Linked DNA regions of Mus musculus: region 1 is linked to region 2. Evidence: chromatin contacts called from public promoter capture Hi-C data. All regions are on one chromosome and are shown on one strand. The core of a region is the stretch at or near the end of the contact, and the rest is flanking DNA. Distances in the headings are between cores, read along the strand shown.

The links. Promoter capture Hi-C pulls out the DNA fragments that hold promoters and counts their contacts.
Region 1: a promoter capture Hi-C map of liver shows a contact between it and region 2, with 2.6 times the contacts expected there. The contact joins the promoter of Acox2 here to the enhancer-like site in region 2. A contact is called at or near these places in 8 of 39 promoter capture datasets (the C10 cell line, cranial neural crest, liver and 3 more).

What each region holds. Positions count from the first base shown.
Region 1 is chr14:8,257,578-8,261,267 of GRCm38.p6, forward strand. Acox2 (acyl-Coenzyme A oxidase 2, branched chain) reads right to left here and starts at 1,442. Exons shown (of 15, transcript NM_053115.2): 1 at 1,245-1,442.
Region 2 is chr14:7,827,425-7,831,534 of GRCm38.p6, forward strand. The region is part of intron 1 of Flnb (filamin, beta); the gene reads left to right. Among named protein-coding and RNA genes, the nearest start is that of Flnb, 12 kb to the left of the region's middle. Within about 2 kb of position 2,282, at least 18 of the 459 cell types and tissues checked have an H3K27ac peak or open chromatin away from gene starts, as enhancers often do. A contact at or near this core is called in liver, where this site is marked.

The DNA of each region.
Region 1 (3,690 bases), core at 192-2,691, 430 kb after region 2:
GAGAGGAAGCCTGTAGGAAGAAGGAAGAGGAGGAGAAAGCTTGCTCTCTTCCTGTGAAGTGCTTTCTCTCTGGACTCCTGTGTCCCCCATAGCCAAGATGTGGCCTGCTTCCTTCACAACAAACCCTTGGCCTTTTAGAAGTCCCCACTCCCCTCAGTGAATGAACAACTAGACTCATCCATCCACCTTCTTTGAGTCCCCTTAGCCCTATCTGTTCCTTGCCATCTCCTTGGCCACCACTCTGCCACCTTCCCCTCTTACCTGGCTCAGTGTCTCATCTTTCTTTTCTTGCTTGTCATTGTAACTGTGCAGAAGGGAGTTAGCTTGTAGAAAGGAGTCCTAGCACGCCCACAAACTTGCTTCCCACCAGCTAGCCTGCATGCTTTCCTCCCGACTTCTGCCCCTCTTGTTTCTTCGGGCTGAGGCTCAACTCCCCAGTGTTCCTAGTGAGCTCCAGCTTGCAGAGACCTCACAGTAGCTCAACCCTCCCGACATCAGCATTCCTGTGAGAACTGGCCACCCCTCATGCACTTTGTTCCCAGCACTCAGTGCTAGGGAGGTGGCTCTGTCTCCGTGGTCCCAGAGCCTGGCCGTCAACTTTCCCTGCTGCCTGTCACCTGTTCTCTTTTCCTTCATCCCCTGAGCCTGAGGATACAGTAAGGGTACAGTAAGGACAGGACTGAGGAAGGGGGTACCCTTGTAAGGTCACAGCCCCTGGCAGGCTTCTGAAGAGGGCGTCTGGGGTACTGACAAGAGGCCTGGTGTATACAAGGAGCCCTTTGTCTGCCTGCCTTCCTGTGAGGCTTCCTAGCTGCCTCCTCGTCTTGCCTCTGGCTTCCTCTGTGCCAGACGCCCTTGCCTCCTGGCTGCTCCCCAACTCTCCTGGTCAGCCTTTGCCAGGACTCTGCCTCTGCCTGGACACCCTTTCCTCAGATGTCACCATGACTTCCTCTGTCTTACTCAATGCCAGCCCTCATCGAGGTTCCTTGCACCTCCTTCAACACCCAAGCCCTCAGCCCACATTGCTAATCCCCCCTCTCTCTTAACCTTTTAACAGGTGGGGCAAGTAACTCCTTACATTTTTGTTATTGTGGTCACCAGTTTCCCCCTGTAAACAACTGTAAACAACAAGAGAACCAAGGGCAGAACTGAGAGCCATTAAGGATGCCCGCCACTTTACTGCCATTACCTTTGGTATGTTCTGTCAGTTCTCTGGCTGGCCTGGGACTAAACTCTTGACTCACCTCTGTCCTGGGACAGCGCTGTAGGCTGGGCTGGCTCTTCCCTATAGGCCCAATCTTCAGACTCTTGTCCACACTCCTTTCTCCTCCTCAAAGTGCTGGTATTTACAGACTCTGCCAGAGTATTGCATGAGGCCCTGCTGTTTCCTGCCAGTGTCGTTGGGCAAAGGGTGTATATTGTATCAGGTGCCAGGCAACTCTGGCATGACTCAGCTTCCAGGCTTAAAGGATCCCTCTGAGGGGTGTGTCCTGTGTCCAGGTGGTGTTTCCACTGTGAAATTCTGGACCCGTCCTGCCACCAAGGAGGCAAGCTAGTCACATCACAGTGAGCTGAAAGGAGTATCCCTCTCCCCTGCTTCTGCTCTGACGGTGGTCTTGTCTGTGCCGTGCTTCTCACCAGTGTCCCCACAGCCCCCAGCCTCTCACCCCCAGCCCAGGCTCCTGAGGAGTGCAGTATGTTATGAAGGATCCTGAGAACTTGGTCTCCACACGTGAGGCACACTGGGACCTTCCTTTGTATCCAGCCTTTGCCCTGGGAGGTAGGATGAATTCTTCATGGTGTCAGTGAAGAACCAGTGCCAAAGTTGTGCAATAAGTAAACCACCCACCTGGAATTTGAACTAGGTCTCAGGTCACAAAGATGAACTCTTACTCCATATGTACACTACTCATTTGTACAATGTTGGGAGAGAAGTCACAGGCCTCTTACAGTACTTCCAAATCTTCATGATTCCAGTGTTTTCTTCTCTGGGGCTTTGTCCATCCTCCCCACGTGTGCTAATATGTGTGTATATAGTGCATACTCAGTGTGTGTATATGTGTGTGTGTGTGTGTGTGTGCATGCATGCACGAGCATGAGCACACCAAGGGACCTCACGGCTCCCCATGATCCCCAAGACACTATCCAGTTTGCTCTGCAGGAAGATGCAGTTCCCTGTGAGAGGTTGTGCTCTGACATCCTCAAGTGCACCATGGCACAGACTAGCTGATGACTTTACTCCTCTCTCCTTCTCCCTCTCTCTCCCTCCCTTCTCCCTCCCTTTCTCTCACATACATACATACATACATACATACATACATAATAAAGGTGACCCTGACCTCGCTGTTTGGAGATGGTCATCTGGCCTCTCTAAACATTTGTGCCATCATCGATCATGGGAAGTTACTTAATTTCTCTCCATTTGTATTTCCATATTTTAAAAAATATTTAGACAGAGAGAGTGAGAGAAAGAGAAGAGGGGAGGGCATGTGTATACAAATATGAATGTGCCAAAGTATGCTTGTGAATGTCAGCTGTTGTGGGAGTTGATTCTTTTCTTCTACCATGAGGGTCCTAGGGATTGGACACAGGCTGTCATGGTTGGCTATGCACTCTACTCACTGAACAATCTCCCTGACTCTCTCACGTTTGGTTTCACACAGGGTTTCACTGTGAAGTCCTTGCTGGTCTGGAACTTAGTATGTAGATCAAATAGTCCAAAACTTATGGTAATCCCCGTGGCTCTGCCTGCTGGGTGCTGGGACTAGAGACTACAATAAAGAACTGGCAGTTTATAAGCTCTCTGTTAACAAGTGCTTTCGTCATCAGCTTTGGATCAATGAGTGTCGCAGGATGTCATTAGGAGTTATTTTATTGCTACATTCCTTTAGCAGGACAGTAAGATTTGGTTGACCCTAGGTCTATCTAGTGTCAGTCTTGGTCACAAGCCATGTTGGGTATGAGTTCCATCTTACGGCATGGACCTTAAATCAGGTCTTTGTTTGTTACACCCACAAGCTTTGTGCCACTAATTCACTAGCCTATCTTGCAGGCAGGTCACTCTTGTAGAGAGAAGGGTTTGCTGGTGTATATCCTTCTCCTTTGGTAGCATGCAGAGTACCTTCCAGTACTTCAAATACTACATCCCAGAGGTGGGGGCATGTGTCCACTTCTCTCAGCTCTAGGACTCCATCTGGTGCAGATCTGTGCAGGTTCTAGGTAGGCATCAGCTCGACTTTTCCATGTTTAATGAATTGTGTAAGTTTTGTCATCAGCAGTGGGATCTTATTGTTGACTTGTGGAGAGCCTTGGCAATACCCTGGATTGTTTGGGTGTTGTTCCCTTGAGACCCTTTTGGCCAACAGCTCTATTGGGTGTAACTCATTCCTGGTACTGGAAGATTCATTTGGTGATGGGAGATGTCCAGTTTGGACTTTGTCTTCCCCAGTATTTGGCAATTTCATTTAGATCACCTTTATATATGTATATATTATAGGAAGCTTATACTATATTAGGTTTCCATACAACCCCTCAAATGGCACTTTCAACTGACCACCCTGAATTTCTTCCCTTGCCCCCTCTTCCTTCCTTCTCCCTATTTGATCCTCCCATTTTAGTCCCTCCCACCCCATCCACCCATAACTATCTGTTTTATTTCCCCTTCCTAGAGATTCATCCCTCCCCACTACT
Region 2 (4,110 bases), core at 1,032-3,531:
GAGCACAGTGGAAAGATCAGGGATGCTTCAGGTCATCTGGAAGCAGGACCCAGAAGTGTCAGGAATACAGAAGCTAGGTAGATCCAGGCTTAGAAGCATGCGTGGGTGGCTTGTCATGGTCCTCCTAGCAGCTGAAGGGGGGTAACTGACACCTGGGGATGGGATGACTCTGGGGCAGGGGGATTGTTACTGGAAGGGCCTAGCATTCTACTTCCGGCAATGCCTCTCTTACTACAATCCTCTGTGTGCGTCTTTATGTGTTTTCTCCGATATTCCAGGGTTGTTACTTCAGTAGATAGAGAGTCCGTTCCCTGTCCTTAGGACCCGTATCCCTCTCTAACATCTGACTTGGTCTCTTCTGCTGTTGTAATTGTTCCAGGGATATATCTTACCTCTGAGCTTAGCACTTAAGAAATAACTTGCCGAATAAATAAACAGTCTCTAGCACAATGGGTTGAGTAATAAGCCCAGTGCTTTGATTTGCTTGTAATATGTTTGTTTGTTTGTTTGTTTGTTTGTTTGTTGCATCTTGTTGCTAAAGCGGGAACAATTGTATAGTGTGACCTGTGGGTGTCCCAGACAAACTCCCAACTTTTGGATCTGTGATGTTGAACTTGATTCAGTCCTTCATACTCATCCTCTCGTCACTGACAGTTGACGGTCACCTGTTAGAAAGCAAGGTTTCTCAAGTGAAGCTCAGACAATGAACTTAATAGTGAGCCACTGAGGCTCAGAGCCCAGTAGTCATAGCAACCGCTTCATAAGAAGTAGAGTGTGTATATTGAGTATCTGCAAAGAACCAGGCCTTGTTATAAAGACTTTCCAACAATAGCTAAAGGAAGCCCCATGGCAACTTTTTTTGTTTTGTTTTTGTTTTTTGAGACATGGTTTCTCTGTGTAGCCCTGGCTGTCCTGGAACACACTTTGTAGACCAGGCTGGCCTCAAACTCAGAAATCTGCCTGCCTCTGCCTCCCAAGTGCTGGGATTAAAGGCATGTGCCACCACTGCCCAGCATTCATGGCAACTTTGAAAGACAATTATTGTTAAAATGTCCTTATAGAGGTAAGGAAACTGAGGCACACCCAGCTGGCTAGTAGGGGTGTGTTGCATGTTTGTCTATGTGTAGACATCAGATCGCCTGAAACTGGAGTTACAGACAGTTGTGAGCTACCACGGGGGTGCTGGGAATTGAACCTGGGTCTTCTGGAAAAGCAGTCAGTATTCTTAACTATTGAACCGTCTCTTTAGCCTCAAGCATGTTTTTGAAAGAAAGGTAATTTTTGTAGGCTGGTGAGGTGGCTTAGGGGGTTAAAATGCTTGGGGTTCAGTTCCTGGGACCCACATGTTAGAAGGATCAAGAACTCCTGTAAATTGTCCTCTGTCTTCTCCCACATATCCAACATGATGCATGTACATACACACATGTGCACGCACACACACACACACACACACACACACACACACACACACACACACACACAAATGGTTACATACAGGGGCTGGTGAGATGGCTCAGTGGGTAAGAGCACCCGACTGCTCTTCCGAAGGTCTGAAGTTCAAATCCCAGCAACCACATGGTGGCTCACAACCATCTGTAACAAGATCTGACGCCCTCTTCTGGAGTGTCTGAAGACAGCTACAGTGTACTTACATATAATAAATAAATAAATCTTTAAAAATAAAATAAAATAAAATAAAATGGTTACATACATAAATATAATTTTTAAATTTACATTTGTAATTATTTATTTTGAAAAAAAAAATTAAGTACAGAGAAAAGCATGGCTCTTCCCTGTGAAGAACTTGGGTGAATTATTTTGCTTCCTTTCAGGGAGTTTGGCATACAGTCTCTTTTTGCTTGTAAGTGAGGAGAGAGAGGTGCTTTTTCTCAGGAATGAGACTGTGGACTGGAACGCTCTTGTGCACTCATTGCTCACACTGGTGTTTGTAACCAGATTCACCTTTGAGCTTTAACTGTGCTTGGACCAGCGTTAACATTGAATGGCTTACTTGCCCCTCATTATGGTTTGGAAGTCTCTTGGTTCAGGAATATGTTTTGGTCAACCATGGAGCAGGGGTGTTCCAGCTACTTCCTGTGTTTTAAAAGCTTTAAGGACCAACTTTTATTGGGACTGCCAGGGTCTGTTAATAACAGTTATTATGTTTGGTAACTGTTGCAATTTTTGTCTCATGTTTAGCTGCCCAGTAGAGATATTCAGTTTAGTTTTTAGTTACTCGGCTACACCCACAGTTTAAACTGTGTTTCAGAAGTCCCCTGGCAGGACAGAGTTGGACAGCCTAGTTGGTTTCCCTTGCCCTCTTAGGGACTTGTAGAGATTGTCCCATACTGGCCGGAAGGCTTCATGCTCTTATGGAGGAACTTTTCCCCGTCGCACACCAGACCCACAGAATATCCCATTTCTATTTCCAGTGAGGCAAAGGAGATGGAATGATAGCTACTTCTGACATAGTCACGTTCCAAGTGCTTAAGACAATAGGGTCAGAATGACCCTGCCACTTCCTTGGGAGTCTTGGGGCAGGGTTTCTGGAGTGTTCTGATTGGAAGTACTTTGTTTGCCCTGTCACAGCACTCTGAAATAGCACTCCAGTCCTGGAGGACCATAAATGTCACATAAATCACACCCATCCCCCATCTTCTCGTACCCTTCCTTCATTGGTGAGGGTCACCTCGGGCTAGAGGAAGAAGGAATCTCATTATCAAGGAAGGTTTACCCTGGCTAGGAATTGGTCAAATCTGGGAGACTGAGACTGTTATCAAGAGAAGAGGTCACCTGGGTTTTTGATTATCTGTTGGTTAGCTACCATTTGCCTTAGTGGCATTTTCTGGCCTTCTGGGCAATCTTGCCTTAAAGATAGAAAGAATGATGGCACTTTTACTTGTTGTTGTTTTGTTCTTTGTTTGTTTGTTTTTGTTTTTTGGAGACAGATCTAACTATGTAGCTCTGGCTGTCCTGTAGACCACGCTGCCCTTGAACTCAGAGATCTGCCTGCCTCTGCCTTCCAAGTTCTGAGATTAAAAGCTAATGCCTTTTTAAAAAATAAAAAATAAAAAAGACAGCATCTCACACTGTAGCCTAGGCAGGTCCAAAACTTGGGGCAAGCCTCCTAAGGCATAGATAAAAGGCAGAAGCCACCACTCCTGGCAATGCCAAGTACTCTTGACAGATTCTTCTACTTTTCTTATCAGTTTGTATTTTAGTTGCTTTCTCATTGATGAGACACCATGACCAAGGTAATTTATAGAAGGTTGGAGTCTGGTGAGGAGCATGGCAGCAGGCAAGCAGGCATGGTGCTGGGACAGTAGAGGAAAGTTAATATCTTATCTGTATGTAGGAGGTCAAGAGAGCTGCGAATGGTATAGCTTTTAAAAGCTCAAAGCCCATCCCAGGCCACACCTCCTAATCCTTCCCAAACACTTCTACTAAGTGGGGACCAAGCATTCAGATATACGAGGTTTTGGTGGGCATTTTCATCCAAACCACCACAGTTTGGACAATCATTTTCCTTTTTTAATTTTTTTTCCCTACTGGCTCCTTTGCTCTTCACCTTTTCTTTCATTAATCCATTCTTTTTGTCTCTTACAATATCCCCCCCCCATTTTTTTTCAAATTTAAAGCATGTGTGTGTGTACGTGTGTGAGAGTGTGTACCTGTGCACATGTGTATATGTGTATGTGAGTCACACCCCATGTGTAAAGGTCAGAGGATAGTTCTGGGGGGGTAGTTCTGTTTTTTTCCACCGTGTATGTTGTAGAGATGGAATCTGAGTCATCTTCAGGCTTGGCAGTGGGCATCTTTACTTGCTCGGGCATCTTGCCAACCTTCTTTGTTTTTTGTTTGTTTGTTTGTTGTTTTGTTTTTTAAAGGATGTATTTGTTGTTATTGCATGTGCGAGTGAGTACTTGATTGGCCAGGGCAGGCATGCATTGTCACATCACATCACTTCAGGAGATGCTGGAGGACAACTTGTGGGAATTGGTTCTCTCCTACAGTTTGGTCTTAGAGATTGAATTTGGGTTGCCAGGTTTGCAGGGCAAACACCTTTGTCTGCTAAGCTATCTCACAACCTTCTTTTAAAGGTTTTATTTA